Regions from separate parts of the Hordeum vulgare genome. Here regions 1 and 2 are each linked to region 3. A link is a contact called in public Hi-C data. All regions are on one chromosome and are shown on one strand. Each heading gives the region's core, a stretch centred on a gene start, on an enhancer-like site or on the middle of the called end of the contact. The rest is flanking DNA. Distances are from core to core; before and after follow the strand shown. Region 1 holds the start of LOC123411625 (RNA pseudouridine synthase 3, mitochondrial). Region 2 overlaps LOC123408595 (CRM-domain containing factor CFM3, chloroplastic/mitochondrial-like). Region 3 holds the start of LOC123413488 (pumilio homolog 5-like).

What was found. A called contact is a pair of places that touch in the nucleus more often than the background predicts.
Region 1: a Hi-C map of leaf shows a contact between it and region 3, with 2.8 times the contacts expected there. The contact joins the promoter of LOC123411625 here to the promoter of LOC123413488 in region 3. A contact is called at or near these places in 3 of 6 Hi-C or Micro-C datasets (leaf and seedling) and 1 of 1 datasets of contacts at active chromatin or transcription factors (embryo).
Region 2: a Hi-C map of leaf shows a contact between it and region 3, with 7 times the contacts expected there. The contact joins the enhancer-like site here to the promoter of LOC123413488 in region 3. A contact is called at or near these places in 3 of 6 Hi-C or Micro-C datasets (leaf and seedling) and 1 of 1 datasets of contacts at active chromatin or transcription factors (embryo).

What each region holds. Positions count from the first base shown.
Region 1 is chr7H:187,697,298-187,701,455 of MorexV3_pseudomolecules_assembly, forward strand. It overlaps LOC123411625 (RNA pseudouridine synthase 3, mitochondrial), which reads right to left and starts at 2,146. Exons shown (of 7, transcript XM_045104589.1): 1 at 2,075-2,146; 2 at 1,817-1,985; 3 at 1,354-1,482; 4 at 1,152-1,268; 5 at 928-1,029; 6 at 486-644; 7 at 1-253. The coding sequence starts at 1,957.
Region 2 is chr7H:188,425,709-188,430,212 of MorexV3_pseudomolecules_assembly, forward strand. LOC123408595 (CRM-domain containing factor CFM3, chloroplastic/mitochondrial-like) reads right to left here. Exons shown (of 11, transcript XM_045101667.1): 3 at 2,309-3,110; 4 at 405-888; 5 at 185-315. Among protein-coding and RNA genes, the nearest start is that of LOC123408595, 6.5 kb to the right of the region's middle. Within about 2 kb of position 3,018, at least 3 of the 3 cell types and tissues checked have open chromatin away from gene starts, as enhancers often do. A contact at or near this core is called in leaf and seedling, where this site is marked.
Region 3 is chr7H:187,985,699-187,990,089 of MorexV3_pseudomolecules_assembly, forward strand. It overlaps LOC123413488 (pumilio homolog 5-like), which reads right to left and starts at 1,751. Exons shown (of 10, transcript XM_045106428.1): 1 at 1,431-1,751; 2 at 152-746. The coding sequence starts at 742.

The DNA.
Region 1 (4,158 bases), core at 896-3,395, 290 kb before region 3:
CGGTGTTACTCAGGAACTTCGCGATGTTCGGGACCACCATCTCCCGGCAATGCAGGTGCAGCAAAGGGACTTTAGAGAGAACACTGCCCTTCTGAACCTCCAGGCCTTCAGGCCGCCTCAGTTTGTATGGCTCCCCGGTGAATGGCTCAAAGTCCGGTTGAGGATTCTGCTTCCACCTTTGGTGCACGAACCACCCATATTTGTAATCTCCAACAATGGGAGTGCCTAAGGCTTCCGCACAATGCACTCGGAGCTGCAGCAGGGTCGGTATAGTTTAGATTGGTGATTTCAGTTGAAATTTTTGAATATACTATATGTGAATATATTCACCGGATTAACAAAACGAACCGAGGCATTTAAGGGAAATGCAAAGGATGATGCAACAGGATGTACATCATATCCATAATATTATGTACGTTAACATCTTCATATATTATACAGACACATGTTCATCAGTAAGAATTAATTAGGTCATGTGAGAGTACCTGATGCTTCCGCCCTGTCAATGGGCGCAACTCAATCCAGGAACAGCCATTGATGGTTGGTCCCATCACCCGATACTCAGTTACAGCCTCTTGTGCACCATCAATGCCAGAGGGATGCGCCAGAATGACCCTCTCGGCTTTTCCATCATCAAGAAGTACCTAATTTAGTGAGAGAGGAACTAGGACATGTGACAAAACTCGCCATTAACCAAATGTACCGTTACTACATACGAGTATGACCTTATCTATGAAGCATCTTGGTTCAATCCGTGAAAGGGGCCAGGGATGCACGAACTGTGATGGTTGATGAGAGTGCTAAAGATGACTACATCTTCTAGATGATGCAATGATTTAAGTAACATAAAACAGTAAAGGATTCTACATAGCATAATAATTTCCTAATAACCAAATATTTTCCTTAGCAAGATACACGAGAAAATACCTTTGTGAGAGGGGCAGATATAACTCCTTCACTCTCTGTAGGGGTCCCAATGACCAATGCCCAGTACCTCTGCAAGTACGATTCACAGGCTGTATTCCATGTCTACAAGATCCATCAATAATATACAACATCAGCTGGCTATTATTGTAAAAAGGTATGTCAATCGAAATCATTTAGATACAAGTCCCCTTGCCAAGTCGCAAAAGTCACGAACTTATGTTAACCTGTGAAGCTGTTTTTGCTAATTTGATGCTAGTGAAGAGCCAGTGCAACCGGGTAAAGCTTTCTCTTGTTCTCCCCATCAACAGTAAACCACTAGAATCTCTGTCCAGTCGATGAACCTGCAATCACAAACCATGGGAAGGAAATCCTCAGAGAGAGCTTAAGATTACACATGGTAACCCAAATAAAGAGAAACAATCGTACCAATTTCGGACCCTCTTCATTCCCAAATGACAGTGCTGCTGCTGCAAGTACATCCATACTGTTGTGTACTGGCAAATTCCCCTTCATGGGCACTTTTGGGGGCTTGTTAAGCACAAGTATGGCCGAGTCCTATAATATCGAAATCTCAGCATTACTATTACGAATCTGAACAAGAAAATTAAATAATAAACTCTAGATGAAACATTTCAATGGTGACACCTTTGAAAATACCAATAAGTAAAATGTGAATGGCATTTTTATTGTATTGTGGAAGTATATAATATGTAGACAGACACGTGATTTACACATGTCAAATCCTGTTTGTGCAAGTTAGTTCACCGCACTACTGACTATACAGAGGATCAGAAGCTTACATATTGCCAACCAAAAAGCTTTTGTTACAGCAGTAATTATGCAAGAAACTAATCAGAAATACAGAATACAACATACAATTATAGAATACCTTGTAGATGACAAGCCTTTTCAGGTACTCAATCTCATCCCTATTCGGATGCAATGTCGCAGTTGGAATGGTCTCATACCGCTTCTTTATCTCGGCCTCGGCCACAGACACGGGAAGATGAATTCTCATGCCAGGCTCCATCACTTCAGAATGCTTGATCTGCAACGAACTGCTGAGCATATTTACTTCACTCACGTAGCAAATAGGAGTTCACTAAAAGAACCCCAGAAAATACAGCATGAACTCCTCATTACATACCCTTTTCAAATGATGCTTCTGGCACCGAATGCTCTCTGCCAAAACCTCCTGCTCTGAGCACTCAGTATACACCTGATAACAGATAACCTCACTTTTCATGTCAGATTGAAAAACAGTGCCTAAATGCAGTGTAAAACTGGTAGTGAAATGATAGAAGCTAAAGCAAAAAATAAAAAACTAAAAATCGAATCAATCAATAGCTCATTGGAGAAAAACATTAGCTGAATTCATTATAACAAATCAATGGTACCTAAGCATGAAAGCAGCTACATTGCATTTCGCCACTAGAAATCTAGAATAGCCTACACTTTGAACAAGCAATTCGCATTTGACAACAATGTAATCCCATTCTTATCGTGTGTTAACAATCTTTGCGTTAATAAGACCGCAGATGATAACAGGGCCGGTACAGAGTGAGGAGGCGTGGCACCAGTAGTACGTACCTGCCTCTTGTTGAAGTGCGCCTGCACGACCTCCTGCGGCACGTCGGCTAAGCAGTGCTTCACCCAGCTGACCGCCGTCACGTGGCGCGGGGCCACCTTCCTCCCGGGGAGCGGGTCGGCCCCGGCGGGGAACGGCGGCAGGGAGAGCAGCTGCCGCGGCCTCGGCCCGGGCTTTGGCGAGCCGAGGCGGGCCACGTTGTTGCTGTCCACGCGCACCACCGGCGCGGGCGCCGGCGGCGCCAGCCGCGACAGCCCCCGCCTTGCCGCTGGCCAAGGCCACGGCCACGTCCTCAGGCGGCGGCGCAGCATCCTCCTCCGAGCCGTGCTGTGGTGGTGGACACTGGCCAGTAGCGGCCTGGTAAATTATGCAACTGGGCCGTCCTGACCCGAGACCCGAGAAGGCCTGTAACCCGTAAAAAGGTTAACACAATTTTGGATGGCCCTGCCCGCGAAATCACTATTAGCGAATACACCTTCTAACGATTACTCACAGCTTTACAGGTTGTGACAAGTAGGACACTGCATGCATGTCATTTGTTGTAACCCAAGAGTTTTTTCTTTTTTCGTGATCTGTATTTTCAAAACGTTTTATTTCCTAAACCGTACATTAAAATCTCGAACCGTTTTCACTGTCGGCTTTCTCGCGTCGAGATCTTCAAAACTAGATTCCATTGATAGGTTTTGATGAACTTTTTTTCATAAAAAAAAGAAAAAAATTCGTACATAAAAACCGTGCCTCGCGCAATAGGAAAAAAAAGAAAACACGTTTTTTCCTTTCCAAGAGGCACGGGTCGTGCCTCTCACGAAGGCAAAATCGTGCCTTTCGCGGAAGCAAAATCGTGTCTCTCGCGAAAAAACAAGAGCAGAAAACGAGTTTTCCCCCTTTTCGGGAGAGGCACGGACGTGCCTCTCGCGAAGGCAAAATCGTGCCTTTCGCGGATTCAAAATCATGCCTCTTGCAAAAAAGTGAGCAGGAAACACGTTTTCCCCCTTTCGGAAGAGGCACGGGCATGCCTCTTGCGAAGGCAAAACCGTGTCTTTCACGGTAGCAAAACCGTGCCTGTCACAAAAAAAATTTAGAAAACACATTTTTCCTTTCCGAAAGGTATGGGCGTGCCTATCGCGAAGGCAAAACCGAGTCTTTCGCGGAAGCAAAACCGTGCCTCTCGTAAAAAAAATTCCTTTCCCGTGCCTCTCACAAAAAAACAGAAAACGTGTTTTTTCGCGTAAAATTTTCCATCCTAAAGTTACGAAAGACCGGTGAAAAACCAAAACACAAAAAAATTGGAAAAAAATCACTCAAAAAAGAAGAAAACGCGTGCGAAAAAATAAAATAAAAACAAAATCTGAAGAAACGCTCAAAGCGCGACACGTGACGACGGCTGGAAACGCGCCAAGTGGCAGCGCACGGGAGCGATCGCTGGAAGGCTCCCGAAGGAGCGCTCGCTAACCAGTTGCTCCCCCTGCCCGTGCTGTGGTGGTGCACTAACGACAGTAATGGGGAGGATCTATTTGACGCTCTTTGCGCCAAATTGGCGCCGCAGCGCACAGGAGACAGCGCGACTAGGAGGCCCATTAATATGCACTGCAGAACGAGAAAAGATAACAAAAAGCGAGGATGTCGATGGCCCGATGAAAATT
Region 2 (4,504 bases), core at 1,768-4,267, 440 kb after region 3:
CTACACAAAATGAGTGTAATATCTGTGAAAAAAAGGTCTAGCAGTGTTTCATTTGCACATACAAAAGTTGTACTTTGGTGTTTCCAGTACCAATGAACATATTTCTAACTAAACTCAAAAGGCTTTCCATAAGTAAGGAGTACAAAAACTGATGTATTTTTAATGAAAGCGAGTCTATATTTACTTTGATATCTTCAGCCATCCTCTCACTGGTAGTAAGTTGCACTCCTCTCTTCAAAGCAACTTTTGCAATGGAACTTCTCTCCCATAACTTCACCATAGCAGCTGCTAATCCTTGGAGTTGTCTGCTTCGCCCTAATATTCATCGGTAAGGGGAAACATCACCAAATGATTGTAGAACTTGAGAAAGAAAAATAAGGAGCTAACTAAAACAACAAAGGTACCGAGAGCAAAGTGAGGAGGCAGTCCCCGAGCAAGACGCCGCAAATTGGTAGTGTCCTTTCGGCTGAGTGACCGCCGTACTCCATATGGCAGAACTCTGAAAGGGGGTTTGTAACCAGGTATAGTTGCGGGAAGCAAATCTGCATCTACTGGTAATGGATTGGATCCAGGCCAGTCGCTGTATCTAGGGCCAAGCTCATCCAACAACCTGCCAATTTCTTCTTCATATTTGATTTCTGGAACTGTTTCAATTGCTTCCTCTTTCTCAGTATTAGATACCAAACCTCCATTACTACCTTGCATGCTATTAACTTTCTCGTTAGGTATTGAGGAAGGGATAGGAGGCCCTTTTATTGAGGACTTCATACCAACATCCTGCCAAGTCCTATTTGTTCCCTTAGTGGTATCAGGTACGTCATAGGCTACTCCCCGGTAAAGAGAAACAGAAGTTCCTGACCTCCATATTACCAATCCCCCTGTTTTTCTCTAATCAGGATCAACCAAAAGAAAACAGTTATTAGATTGGCAAGAACTATAACTCTAAAGATGTATTCAGTAGAACTAGTAGGTCATGTGTATAGATAACAAATGAAGCTTTAGGCTAATTGTGGCCCAAAGAAAACTAATCAACATGCTGAATAAACATATACTTCCTTCTCTGCTTGCACTTGTTAACAGGTCCTAATTGACCATTGATTTGGTAAGTCTTCTGGTAGTCAAATCACTGATTTTCTGTGCAATCAATTATTGGAGTTACATTATTGCACCAATAGGAAAATATTTAATATTGTGTCTTGATTTGGACATAAACCAAACTCGACTTTGAACTAGTCAACTAGCTTTTAACTCAGTTTAGTTCCATAAGTGATTTCACTAAGCTCAAGTTTCAAGAAGTTTGCAAGCTTCTGCATGATTCTGGCAAAGAACAATTATTGTGCCCTAAAACTGATGTGATCGTTAAGTTACTAAATTATGCCTTTTCTGAATAATGTTCTTGATAATTTTCAGTATTAAAGAAGTTTTTGCTATCGATTTTTCTCAACCAGGCTAGTATCTAACATTCTTAAGAAGTTGATCCCCACTTCTACCCACTCTCTCAACATGCACACTGTCCACATCAGCTTTATGCCACATCATCATTCAGTTTGCAAAATCAACCAATCATCAATCAGCCAATTAGTAGTCTTATTCCGCCTGACGTTGAGAAAAAAACCTGTTTTTCCCCTCTAGCCGCTCATCTCGGGGATTCCAACAGGCTCCAGCGGGCTCAGCAGCCCTTGCCGTAGAAGACTGCGCTCCCGCGGCAGAAGAAAAACGCCTTTAGTCCTTGTCATCAAGCCCCTGGCTCCGGCATGGGCGCAGCAGATCGTCCAATTCCTCCAAATCGGAGACCTCCCCGAAGATCAATAACAAGCCAAAAGAGTAGCCCGGCAGTCGAGTATGTACCAGTTCGTGGACATGTATGTACCAGTTCGTGGACATGACGCCAAAGGTAAAGAAAAACACTGATTCGGTATTGGCTAACTCTGAGCTAATTTTATCTCAACAAATGTATACTGCCTTCTTTGGGATAATTAATGCATCTGACTTCAGTGTTACTTAGGGACAACTGCCGAGTGAGACACATACAAGATTCCAAGTCACATTTTACAGCTAAACCTACAGCTCAAGTTTCGAACCAACACAGTACAAAATACACACAGCATTGTTAAAAATCTACCAACAATTCCATCCAAAAACTAATTCACCTTGCAGTTGATACAAGTTGCATGCCGCAACCCGCCTCAAGCATAAATGAACTACTAAATTGGTAAGAACAGCACCAGCAATCCAGAATTTCCATCAAAAAGAAACCAAAGAAGAGCTTGATGCAAGCTAAGAGATTCTGGAAAAATTCAATACACACCTCTAGTATCTCGTGGAAGAGGCGCATGTTGAGCGCAGGCGTGCCGTTGACCTTGACCCTGACCACCTCATCCGTCCTCCACTTCTCCTTGATTTTTGCCACGATTTCCCGCGTCACCCCAGCGCCACCCACCTGGGTCTTCGACTTGATCCTCATCGCCGCGTGCCGAAGGCGCCTAAGCTCGGGTTCAGGAAGCGTAAGCTCCGCCATCCACGCCGGCGACCTCGCGGCCCGCGCAGCCGCCTCGGGCGGGGGCATCGGCCGCTCCCACGGAAACCGCGCGTCCATGAGCGAGGACTCCGCGTCATCGTCGAATCCCCCGCGCGCGTTGGGAAGCACACCATCGTCCGCGCGGAACACGTCCTCCACGGAGCCCCGCCGCGGGTGCTGAGAGAAGGTGGAGGGGGGGATTTGGGCCTCAAGTGAGTAGCCCGCGCGCTTGAGACGGTGGAGAATGAGAGACATGGTGGAGCGTCCGGAGTGGCGGCTAGTTCCTACGGCGTCCTCGTCGTCGGAGCCGGAAGTGGGGGAGGGCTCCGGGCGGAGGTCCAGAGCGGGGGCTGGCGGTCGGAGGCCGCGGCGGGGACGGGACCAGGCGGAGAGCCATGGGTATTGAGCGCAGGAGGAGGACGAAAGAGGGTTGGAGGAGAGGAGGAGGTGATGGAGGCGAGGCGGGTGGTGGAGGTGGAGAGCGGGCGAGAAGGCCATGGATGGAGCTGGTGGATGTGGGGAGTGGATTATACAGTAGGAGCATCTAGAGCCGCGCCCCCAGCAATCCCTTCCAGTCCATCTTTTTTTTTTTCTGCCGACGAGGAAAAACGGCTCATTCGCGTCCGAGGAGCCGGTTTTTCGTCGGTTAGTGTTGAAATTGGTCCCGACGATCTCAGCCCGAACCCAGCATGTTGGGGGAGCCCGGGGCCACCGGCGGAAGGGAAAACGACGCGTCGGGCCCTGTCACGCGAAAAAAGGCATTTTCTTCTCCGGAGCCGCCCCTCACGCACCACACCTTTCGTCACCGTGCCGATTCCGGCGCCGTCCACCTCCCTACCGTGGCTACAGAGGACATCTCCTCGTCGACGGACGTAGGGTTCACCACGTCTTCGCCCCCTCCCCCGCCCCCCACTTCTTTGTGAGTTCTCCTGACGCTCCGGGCACGTACGCGGCCGCGCGTCCGCCACGCCCGCCAAGTGTTCGGTGATTTGCCTGGGCGATGGACTCCGGTTATGAGGAGGTGTTCGTGGCGCTACTGGAGGAGTAAAAGCACAATTGCTTCCTAGGGTGGTTTTGATAATTGATAACAACATATGCATCATTGGACTAATATGTTTTCCAAGTATATTTCAGAAAAAGTTCAAAAGATGCTATGGCTTAAGGTTTATGTGGAGATGCCCCTGATGCAAGAAAGGAATAATATTGACTCAAGCTTCAAGCTAGAAGACTCTTCATTTTATATTTATGAGAAATCATTTTTGAGTCCATAGGAAAGTCAATACTATTAAAAGGGGATGAGGTAGTAAATTGAACTAATTGTTCAAATGCTCAAAGTTAGCCACCAAAACACTCAGTCATTTTTCCCACATATCCACTCTATCAAGATCCACATTCACAAATTCGGTGTCACCAACATTTTCATATCGGACCAAACGAGTTTGATCTCAGACAGAAACCCTGGCCATTCCCACCAAATCGGTGCAACCGAAACCAAGTCGGTGCTACCGAGTTCAGTGTGACCAACATTCTGTTGCCAAGATACACAAAATCGAAATTTCCGAGTTTGAGTATCGGTGTCATCGAGTTTGATCATCTGACCGTTAGTCACCTTTTCGGTACCATCGAGTTTCATATATCAGTCTCACCGAGATTCAAAAGTTTAGACTTTTGTGATAATCGATACCACCGAGTTGTCAACTTTGGTGTCACTGAGTTTGCCCTTTTTTGTGTAACGGTTGGATTTTGGCTGCTGCCTATATATACCCCTTCACCCACCTCTCATTCGCGGGAGAAGCACGCAGAAAACACACTCTTAATTGCCAGATCCATTTTCTAAGAGAGAACCACCTACTCATGTGTTGAGACCAAGATATTCCAATCCTATCATTTGAAACTTGATCTCTAGCCTCCCCAAACTGCTTTCCACCAAATCAACCTCTCCTAACCATGCATATTTTGTGAGAGAGTGACTTGTGTTGAGGAGAC
Region 3 (4,391 bases), core at 501-3,000:
AAAGCAATTGCATTAATACTTTGGTCTGACACAGTTATTATTACTAGTATTTCAAGCAGGTACAGAGGCCAAGCATCCCTAGGCGGCACATAATCAATCAGAAGAATGGAAAGCAGGCAAGAGAGACTTATGGTCTATGCAGAACACTCACTGGCACAAAATCCACAAGATTCATCTGTTCATCATCTGCAGAACTTGAATCCAACCTTGGAGACTTATCATCTTCAGGTTCTTCCTTGTGAGTTGATAGAGTAGATCGAGGTATAAATAAGGAGCCTTTATTGCTGTCATCCTGGGAAACCACTCTCCATTCTTTAACCTTGCCAACTCGGTTCATGAAGCGGCGACTCTCCCTTGAGATTAGTGGAGGAGGAAGCCTTGGGTTCAAATTCACCTTGGAACCATAATAGTCGAAGTATGCAGGATCAGCACGTAACTGCTCCTCGGCCGTGGAACTTCCAATCACATTGTCCAAGTTACCTAAACTGGCGTCGAAGTTTCCACTCTTCTGGCCTATAAGATTACCAAGAGCAGCAAGAGATCCCTCCATGCTAGGAGGCGCGCTTCCACTTCGATTTGGGACAGACTCCCCCCAGCCCCCATAAATCCCACTGCCACTCTCCACAAACCCCAGCCCTTCTCCAGGAAGATTTCCCAGTGGAGAGTCGAATGCTCCGAAATCCTTAGTCCAGCCACCAGCCCCTCCCCCTCCAATTAACCGAACAGCACTCTGTGTGGCCATTACACTGCAAGGAACCAGATGAGAGGGGGAAAATGAATATTTAGTGTTTATCAATTGACTATATTAGCAAGTTACATTCCTACTCTATCATTTTCCTAGTCTAGCTATTCAAGATCAACTTTTTTATGTATATCCATTCAGGGGTAACTGGATTTACCGATTTGGCACATTCAGCAGGCAACAAGATAAGCTTGGTTGAAGCAAATGATTTCCAGAGTTAATGTTTCATATTAGGAAACTATGAATGACAGAATAATAATAACATACAAGGAGACTACCCAAACATGCTAAGGTACCAAGCCTCGGAATCTCTGGATGACCCAAAATGTGGCATTATAACTTGGGGTAAATAGAAATGACTTGTCAACGAGAAGCCTAACGCAATGGATTGCATGCTTGCAGCCCAAGCACACAGCAATTCCAAAGCGAAAGCGCCCAATTTGCACCTAAAAGGCAAGAGCTTGGCAGCGAAATCAGGCACAAATCCATCAGACACCTGGACACAAAGTTAGGCCGTCCTCGACACCCTCAATCCTGTACCTCCAAATCACAACAAAATCGAGGAAAATCCCGGTTCCTTTCTGTTCCGGTGAGTCTTTTTAGACGACTTTTTTTGTGCTTGTTCTAGTGAGGTCGCCTGATTATATACGGGAGAGAGCGAGGGAGAGCGAACGAGAGGGATAGGTACCTTGGCGCCTCCGAGCCAGCCGAAGCTTCCAAACCCTAGGCGAGCACCAGAGCCGGCACCAACCCGGCCACCTCCTTTACCTTGACCTCCTCGCCCCAAGCCGCGGCAACTGGCCAGCCCTCGCTTCCCTCTCCCTCTCCCTCCCCGGAGAAGAACCAGGTCGAGTCCCCCTTCTCCCTCTCGTCGCCGACGATCTTCTCCTTCTGGAAGCCTTGCTCCTCCTCTCTGGGTCTTCCCCTCTTTCTCTTTTGCGGGCGGAGAAAAAGGGATGTCGCGTCTAAAACCCTCGAACCGCTTGCTTGCCGCGGGCGGCGGCGTCGTCCCCACTGCTTTGAGGGTCGTGCTGGGAGATGATGTGCGGCGGGGATGCGGTGGTGGTGACGGTGACGGGCCTATCTGGTACGCCAACGTGTCGCCGGAGCACGGGGCACAGGGGTCAGCTCGGTGACGGTAGCAGGTGCGCTGGACGCTACGGCCACCCGAATGGAGCAGCTGTACTCGGAACGTGGAAATGGCTCCGGCAGAGAAATATAGATATGGGTGTAAACCAATTTCTGGTTGAATGGTTAGAGGGATTAGTATTATTCTAGCATATTATGATTCAAGTCTTGGTGTTTGTATTGTTTCTGAATTTATTTTAAAATTTTCGATGATACACTTTTAATGCAAGGAGACGTTTTCGTCGACGATGACTTCAAAAATCTTAAAATGATATGACGGCTCAGTCTTTCGGAGGTGTTCATAGAGATAGAGTATGCGCGTGTGTGTTTATAAGGATGAGTGTATACGCATGTATATGAACGATTGCGTCTATACTATGTTGAAGAAGAAGAAAATACCCGTGTGTTTAAAATTTTACACCTATACGGAGTAAAACATTCAAAAAAATAATACAAGGAGAGTTGGACTTTCCTAAACCTTAAGTCGACTAAAATTTATACCCAAATGATAAGATCATGTGTTGCACGAAGCACTTCGGTTCTAATATTTGTTATCTTTATTTATTTATTAACACAGTACAAATGCAAGCATTCATATAAACATGCATATACTTACCCCTACGTATACACACACATCCTATCGCTATGAGCATTTTTGAGAGACTGAGCCGACATATTATCGTGAGATTTACGAAGTCGTCTAAGAGTCTTGTCAACGGAAACGTCTCCTCTCACTGAATGCGCATCGCCGAAAATAAATTCAGAAATAATGCAAGCTTTGGGACTTGAATTCTGATGGGCTCAGGATATCACTGACCCTCTAACCATCCAACCACATGTTGGTTCACCTTTTATATCTAGTCCTAAAGGCTTGGTTGGTAGGATTGCGTCCATGGTTATTTTTCGTCCTCCGCTTTTTGTGTGGGTTCTTTTTTGTCCCTCCTCCCACCCTCGTCTGAATTTTTTTCGTCTCTCCTCCCATCATCCCTCCCACCTTGGTTGGTACGACGGGACGCGGCCTTCGCGGCCGATGCCTCCTCTCCTAAACGAGATGCGGCAGCCATCGAACAGGGGGATGCCCGCGACCGTCGTCGTCATCGCGGATCAACAAGACACGACCGTAGCGGATCATCAGAACATCGTCGACTCCACTCCACCATCGGTGCCTCGGATACGCCGTGAATCACCGGGTCACGACTGTCGCGGATCACCACGACGCGGTCGTCGCGGATCTAGAACACGAGGACGCCGTCGCCGCCTTGAATACCCACACACTGCAAACGCCACGGATCCGCATGGACGATGCATACGACGACGAAAAGTGCACGACGTTCTCACTCAATAGCTAAATCTCATTATGAAAACATTATGTATGGCAGTACGTGACTGTCGCGGCCGCTGCCTCCTCTCCCAAACGAGACGCGGCTGCCGCCGAACCAGGGAGATGCCGGCGACCGATGTCGTCGTCGCGGATCAGTAGGACGCGACCGTCATGGATCATGAGAACGTTGCCACCGAACCGGGGAGATGCCGACGGTCGCTGTCGCTATCGCGGATCGACAGGACGAGACCGTCGCGGATCATAAGAATGTCGCCGACTCCACTGCCACCGCCGGCGCCTCGAATGCGTCGCGGATCACCAGGACGCGGTCGTCGCGGATCTGGAACACAAGGCATCGCTGCTGCTGCCTCGGATAACCTCACGTCACACACGCCTCGGATCTGCACAAACGACGCATACGGCGGTGAAAAGTGGAAGGCATCCTCACTCAACATCTATGTTGAAGGTATGTAATGTTCGAAATATGCCCTGGAGGCAATAATAAATTGGTTATTACTATATTTCCTTGTTCATGATAATCGTTTATTATCCGCGCTAGAATTGTACTGATTGGAAACTCAAATACATGTGTGGATACATAGACAACACACTTTCCTAGTGAGCCTCTAGTTGACTAGCTCGTTGATCAAAGATAGTCAAGGTTTCATGGCCATAGACAAGTGTTGTCACTTGATAACGTGATCACATCATTAGGAGAATGATGTGATGGACAAGACCCAAACTATAAACATAGCATATGATCGTGTCAGTTTATTGCTACTGTTTTCTGCATGTCAATGTATGTGTTCCTATGACCATGAGATCATGCAACTCCCGGACACCGGAGGAATGCCTTGTGTGTATCAAATGTCGCAACGTTATTGGGTGACTATAAAGGTGCTCTACATGTATCTCCGAAGGTGTCTGTTGGGTTCGCAAGGATCAAGATTGGGATTTGTCACTCCGTGTAACAAAGAGGTATCTCGGGGCCCACTTGGTAATACAAACATCACAATAAGCCTTGCAAGCAATGTGACTAAGGAGTTAGTCACGGGATCTTGTATTATGGAACGAGTAAAGAGACTTGTCGGTAACGAGATTGAACTAGGTATAGAGATACCGACGATCGAATCTCGGGCAAGTAACATACCGAAGGACAAAGGGAACAACATACGGGATTAACTGAATCCTTGTCATAAA